Linked DNA regions of Ovis canadensis: region 2 is linked to region 1. A link is a contact called in public Hi-C data. All regions are on one chromosome and are shown on one strand. Each heading gives the region's core, a stretch centred on a gene start, on an enhancer-like site or on the middle of the called end of the contact. The rest is flanking DNA. Distances are from core to core; before and after follow the strand shown. Region 1 holds the start of WNT9A (Wnt family member 9A). Region 2 overlaps SNAP47 (synaptosome associated protein 47).

What was found. A called contact is a pair of places that touch in the nucleus more often than the background predicts.
Region 2: a contact with region 1 is called in a Hi-C map of lung, with 4 times the contacts expected there. The contact joins the enhancer-like site here to the promoter of WNT9A in region 1. A contact is called at or near these places in 2 of 2 Hi-C or Micro-C datasets (fibroblasts and lung).

Annotation. Positions count from the first base shown.
Region 1 is chr5:17,679,397-17,682,822 of ARS-UI_OviCan_v2, reverse strand. WNT9A (Wnt family member 9A) reads right to left here and starts at 1,950. Exons shown (of 4, transcript XM_069590527.1): 1 at 1,735-1,950. The coding sequence starts at 1,829. It overlaps LOC138440753 (a long non-coding RNA gene), which reads left to right and starts at 1,983. Exons shown (of 5, transcript XR_011257112.1): 1 at 1,983-2,082; 2 at 2,606-2,761.
Region 2 is chr5:17,974,995-17,978,081 of ARS-UI_OviCan_v2, reverse strand. All of the region lies in intron 4 of SNAP47 (synaptosome associated protein 47), which reads left to right. Among named protein-coding and RNA genes, the nearest start is that of JMJD4, 50 kb to the left of the region's middle. Within about 2 kb of position 1,436, the one cell type or tissue checked has open chromatin away from gene starts, as enhancers often do. A contact at or near this core is called in fibroblasts, where this site is marked.

The DNA.
Region 1 (3,426 bases), core at 701-3,200:
GAAGCCGCAGGGGCGCCAAGCCCTCTCAACTTGCCACACAGCCCCTGGGGGTAATTCTCTTCAAGGGAGCCAAGGAGACGTCCCTGGAGGTACAAAGCGCAGAGAAAACAGGGAGAAAGAGAGATGCTGCAGGGGTGGGGGTGAAGGATGGGAGCCAGGACCCTGAAAACCACTCTGTGGATCCGACCTTCCCGGAGAGTAAAAGCGGGCAGCAGGGACTCCGCACAGAGCACAGAGTGGCGCAGACGAGCCCAGGGTGTGTCTGGAGCCTGGTGAGTAGACCCACGGCAGCGCCTGGACAGCGCAAAGGCACAGCTGGCTGACAGGCCATCGTGACTCACCGCGGACCTGCAGCCAGACAGCCAGCCTCTGACCCTCCCTCTGCCCGAGAGGGTGAGGCAAAGGCTGCACAGATGGCATGCAGGGGCGTGCCAGTCTCTGCACAGCCTGAGCCCCAGGCAGGCCGAACTCACAGCCACAGCCCTGGCTTCGGGGTGGGGTCTCCAGGGTAAGAAGACAAGGAGCTGACCCTGGGAGACAACCCAGGGGAAGGGAACAGGAGAAGTGGGCGCGGGGAGAAAAACACAAAGGGAAAGTTTCCCATGAAAATATTTTATTTTCTTTGAGAACAGGATACACCTGCAGGGCTTCTCGCCCAGTCTGCCTCTCCCCGCCCTGGCAGTGCCACATTTCTGGACCAACGGGGCCCTCTGCCGGCCAGGCCGCTGCGCGCCGCGCCTGGTCCACGGGAGAGGGAACAGGTGACAACGGGCGCAGGGCGGCAGCCCGGAACGGGCATAAGGCACCCCGGACGGGGTCTGGGCGGGACTCGAGGGTGGCCTCCGCTCCAGGAGTGGCACGGGGGCAGGAGGCGGGGCGGCTGGGGAGAGCCGGAGGGCTGCCTACACGATGCCACACAAACCTCGGGGGCCCATCTGCAGAGTACAGAAAGGGTCCCCAGAGCTCGCCTGGCAGGACATCCCAGATCTGGGAGCGAGGAACCAGGAAGGGCAGGAAAGAACGATGGGGAGAGACGAGCCAAAACCACGAAAACTGCTGCTGCGGAGAAGCGCGCGGGGCAGCGACCCGGGAGGCGGCTGGAGGCAGCATTCACAGCCCGCCCGGGCCCGGCGCACCAGAGAGGTCCCACAGACGCGCTCCCGCGGGTCGCGGCCCGAGCGAACGTCAGAAGCAAAGCGCAAGAAAAATAAAATTCCTCCAGCCTGGAGTTTTTCCCCCTTTGGGGCTCAGTGCAAGGAACATCTGGATTTTGTACGTATTTTTTTGTTGTTGTTAAATTAACTTCTCGGGGAGAGAAAGGAGGGGGAAACTGCAAGGCGGGTGGGTGTGCAGGGGCCAGGGAGGCTCCAGACGTTTGGCTAGAAATCCCAGCCAAAGGCAGCCGATAACCAGAGCTTGGTCCCGCAGCTGCAGGGAGCCTCGCGCACGGCCGCGGGCGCGGCCACAGGGACTACGGCTCCGGGGTCACGAAGGACCGGGGCCTCACGCCAGCCAGCCGGGCACGCCGGCCCCTCTGCGAGAGCCGTGCCACAGGGACACCGACTCCCGAACCCAGCGACGCGGGCGCCGCAAACAAACAGCTCCAGGCAACCCGGCGCCCCTCGCTAGCCCGGGCACCGCGCCCCGCGCACCTGGGTCGCCCCCGCCCGCGCGCCCGCGCCGGCCTCGGGCCCGGCCCGCCCGCCCCGCCCGCCGGGCCGCCGAGGCACCTACCCGAAGTAGGCGGCCGAGGGGCGCAGCGCGGCGAGCAGCAGCGTCAGCGCGAAGGCCGCGGCCAGCCAGCGCGCCAGCAGGGGCCCATCCAGCATCTTGCCGCGCCGCGGCGGCTGACCATCGCGCTCCCGGCCCCGCGCTGGGCGCCCCGCGGCCGCCGCCCTCTTATAGCGCCCGGAGCGCCAGGCCGGGGGCGGGGCGCCGGCCAGCTGGCCCGGCCCCGCCCGCGCCCGGGGCGGGGTCACGCCGGCGCCGGGGGCGGGCCGAAACCCGAGCCGGCGCGCCGCCCGGCCCCGCCGCCTGCGGGCCGCGCGGGTCCCCGGGCGCGCCTCGCGCGTGGGAAGCGAGGCACGCGAGGGGCGGGTGGGAGCCGGCGCGGCCGGAAGGGGCGGGAGCGCGGCGGGGGCCCGGGGAAGGGAGCGAGCCCGCGAGCGGCTGTGGGCGTGGGTGGAGCCGAGGCGGAGTGTTGGTGGCCCGGGGCAAGGCGGCGAGGCTGGCGCTGCGCGGCTAGCCGGGTGGGAGCGGGCGAGTGGGGACGCCCGCGGAATCTGGAAGTGGGAGGTCCGGTGCAGCTGCGGGGGCGGGGTGCGACCTGGGGCGGGGCCGGGGCGGAGCTCTTGGCCAGCGCTCAAGCGGGCGGTGCCGCGGGGGGACTCGGGTGTCAGCCCGGAGCTGGAGCTAGCTTGTCGGCTCCCAGAGGAGTTTGCGTGAAAGGGGAGACAAGCCAGCAGGTGATGCCCCTGCCTTTGCGAGGCCAGCCGGGCGCTGCTCCCTGGTTTGTTGCCTTGGGAATGAGGCGACCTGATCAGGGATGGTGCGGCCAGGTCGATCGACCTTTTGGGACCTTTGTCTCCCTATTCTTAAATCGAAGGAGGAGCTGGCTGAGGTCACTGCCAGCGCTGATCCCCGGGTGACCTCCTTCTCAGAACCTCTGCTGTGAGGACTGGACGAAGGGGGCTTGGCACGGGTAGAGGCAACAGGAGCTGCCAGGGACAGGGAGGAGAGACGATGCAGAGTCACTGCTGAGGTAAGTCAGGGTCCGAGAACCCAAACCCCGGATTAAAACAGATAACACAAATTAACAACAGGATGGGTTCAAGGAGAATCCTTAGAGACCGCTGGGCCAGGGTGTCAACAGCCACAGCGGGGAGAGCTCTGAGGTTCAGGATATGGGAAACGTGTCCACGAAATGCCAGCCTTCAGGTGACCGTAGAGGCTCCATGGATCCACTTGGCCAATACTGTGGGGGCCCTCAAGTCCTGGGCCTGCAGGGGAAAGCACAGTTTTCTATCAGCCATCCGTACTGAGCTGCTGCTTTCTGGGCACAGTGACCCAGAGTCTGGGGGTCTGAGCACCTCTAAAGACTGGGTTAATGGGTTCTGAAGATCTGCTTAGTGACGTGAGTCAGAACAAGGACTGAAAGGCAAAACAGGTACCCGGAGAGTGGCGCAGGGAGCGCAACACATGCCTGGGCTCCCACCTCTGTTAGAAGGCCACCCACTGAGCATACCCCATCCTCCCTAGGGGCCTTCCAGTGCTGGGCTGGTGAAAAGAGGGCAGAGAGGAGATGGGGCGTGGGCAAATCACTTCCTCTCTGGGCCTCAATTTCCCCATCTGAGAGGCATCCAACTCTAGGGAATCATAATGTCTTTTTCTAAGTTGTAATGTCGCGCTGCAGAAACCTCCACCCAT
Region 2 (3,087 bases), core at 187-2,686, 300 kb before region 1:
CTTGGTCTCCCCACCTCCCAGCAGGTGGTGAGCTGTCTGCTCTCTGCCTTGGCGCTCCTGTAGGTCAGTTTGTAGCTCTAGAGGCTCCATCAGATCCAGGCTCCGTTTTGGAGAGACTATTTTGTTGATGGCACCCCACAAATGTCATCAAAGCCTTGTATGCCTTTTAAACCTGTTTTTAGATAATTTTATTCTGTGTGTCTACATAGGCATAGACTGCTTTAAGCTCAGCTTTTTCCTTTTGGGGGAAAAAAGTGTTCATCTTTTACTGTGGGGTATTTTAAACATACATCATTTGTCACTTTTTCCTTCTGATCTAACTGAATCACTTTTAGTAATGACACGTAGACATGCTGCTTTCTAGCTGCAACTAGCAAAATTTGCAGCTTACTAATCCCTTCTTTGGATAGGCTTATTGACTCCAGAACACTGCAGATCTTGTCTGTCTTGGGACTTGAGAAAGCTTTGTACTGTGAAGGCAAACTTAACCTGTTCTTGTGAAAGTGAATGAGAGTACATATAGGCCTCAGACTGGTAGGATCTGGGTCCCTTCTCTCACTCTCCAACGAAGATGTCTGTGGCTGAGATGAGCTCTCCTGTGTCCCACCGTTGTACTGAGACGAGCAAGAACATGGCTTTTTCATGGGAAATGTAACAATCTTATCTGTTAATTCTACTGGTGGCCATGTAGTTGGAGAGGGCCCTTCCAATTTCAAATAAACAATCTCTGCTGTCATGCCCAGTGTGCCCTTCCCCTAAAAGCTGGATGGATAGAATGGGAGAGATGGAGATGGAGGCACCAACAGCTAAGAGTAGAAGATCCCTCAGTAACCACTGAGGTCACCATTCTTCCCCATGAAAGCTGGTGTCTGTGTGGTTGGTCCTGACTGTCATCAGCAAGTCTCCGTGGGCCCTGTGGCGTCCGTGCTGGGAACAGCAGATGCCGTGGTCATGAATCAGGATGCTGGCTTTGGGGCAGAGGACGTGGTGATCCCTGAGCGGTTGGGCTGGCAGGACCTACCCACAGGAGGGGCGGGACTTTGTGCTGGTTAGCGGTCTCATTCTCCTTCCCTGCAGGGAGAACGTAGTTTCATACGAGGTTGTCTTTTCGAGGTAAAACACATGTTTCATATTTAGAGAAGAATTTTGAGCTGTGTATCTGAAGCTCGGGCATAGGTAGGAATGAGTTAAATTTCTAGGGAAAATGAAAATGCAAGAAAGTCTCCGTCCATTCATCTGTGGTTTCTGCTGCAGATGCTATTAAAGTCATTACGTGAAAATGGATTTTGGTGACTTACAGTGCAGTTGGGGTGCTAGAGAGAAGACGCGCCCTGATTTCCTCAGGGAGCAGCGTGCTCAGCGCAGTGTGCCAGCTCCCTCTGTGCTGGGCCTCTGCAGCAGGCATGTGGGCTACAGTTGGGCCCCATCTGCTGCGTAGCTGTGGCTGTCCACCATCCGCTGTGGGAGGGCACGTGGTGGAGGAGGCCGGGAGAGGAATCAGAGTCCCTCAGAGGGGTTTGGCAGAATCCCGTGAATCATTTCCAATGTCTGATGTGCTAACCTTTCCTGCCTCAGAACTCCTGCTCTTTCGTTACTAACTCTGTGGCTCCCGTGTATTTGATACAGCATTTGGAAGTGATAAGACAAAAACGGCATGGTTCTGTCCTCAGACATTGCACTGTTGTATAAAGTTTCTTCATAACTTTTTAATCTCCACTTCCGTGTCTTGTGCTTGCTGTTTTTTCACCCTTCCTCCGTCTTTCACCAGAGGAGGGATCAGGGTGGAAAGCTGGCCCAGCTCTGGCCTTCCGGTTCATCAGGCTCTTCAGCGTCCCCGGCCGCGGAACAGCAGTGAAGGAGGACTCGCCCTGGGCGCATCGCCATTTCCAGGAAAAAGGGCTGCGCACAGTGTGGGTTCATGGCAAGAGTGGAGGGCATAGTTTTGAACTTTCTGTTTGATTACATTGGGGCATTTAGCTTGCCTACTGTATGTGGTATCTTTATAAACAATAAGTGCAAAACACAAAAATTAAAAATGGAGGTTGATTCATTCAGTCCAGTCAGAAAGTTGGTTTACTGGAAAACTTAGCTCGTCAGCTGGCATGAGGAGAAGAGTTTATTGAAAAGGCAGCCCTGTGGATGCCTGTGCTGGGGAGATGACTGAGGGCCAGGCCTTTTGTCTCTGCGTTGATTAGCCGAGCCAAGTTCCACACGTATCTGCACTGGTAATTCACTGGATCATTCCTGAAATAATTCAAGGCAGGAAGGATGCTGTGGCTCTCTCCTTGCTAACTGTCTTAAGAAACTAGTGTCCTTCTCTCTCTCTATATATATATATATGTTGTGTGTGTGTCTATTTATATTCTTTTTCACATTGTTTTCCATTATGGTTTATTACAAGATAATCTTATTTTCTTTTTCTTTTTTCTTTCTTTTTTGTAGAGATTATAAAATACATTTCGTCTTCAGTAACTCCACCATTCTGGTCTTTTTCCTTGTACTTTTCCCCCAGTTATTTAAATTTGTCCCAATTCATGTCTCCTTTCCTAGTTAGGAAAAAAAAGAATCTTTCATTTCTTGCATAACTGATCTTTAGCCTAAGATAAATGTCTGAATTAGTGGGATTGTATAGCCCTGGCTTCAGTGTATTACTTGTTTATTTGGAGAAGACAACACATCTGGGTTTCCTTGAATAATTGTTAGGACAAAGTCATGAGATAATGAGTGAGGGGTGGTAATCCATGATGCTTCTCATCAGCTGTGGCAGTAGGCTAAACCACACCTCAGAAATGCACATTCTAGAACTGATACTTCTTAGGATGAAGGTGGGAATGGCTAAACTGGTCGGCCTTCAAAAGTAGAAAAGCGGTGGTAATACATTCCACCAGCTATAGGACCACTGGCCAGTGCTGGGAGGGCGTGCCAACACCTTTGTTGGAGTGGGCTCTGTGGAGGGGTCTGGGGAGAGGGAGCTGGACATGTCCACTCAAAGGAGTCTGGATTTTGTCCTATAAGTAACTTGGAATCATTGAAGATTTTTAAATAAGGAGAGACGAGATGGTTTCAGGTTTTTACTCATTCTCCTCA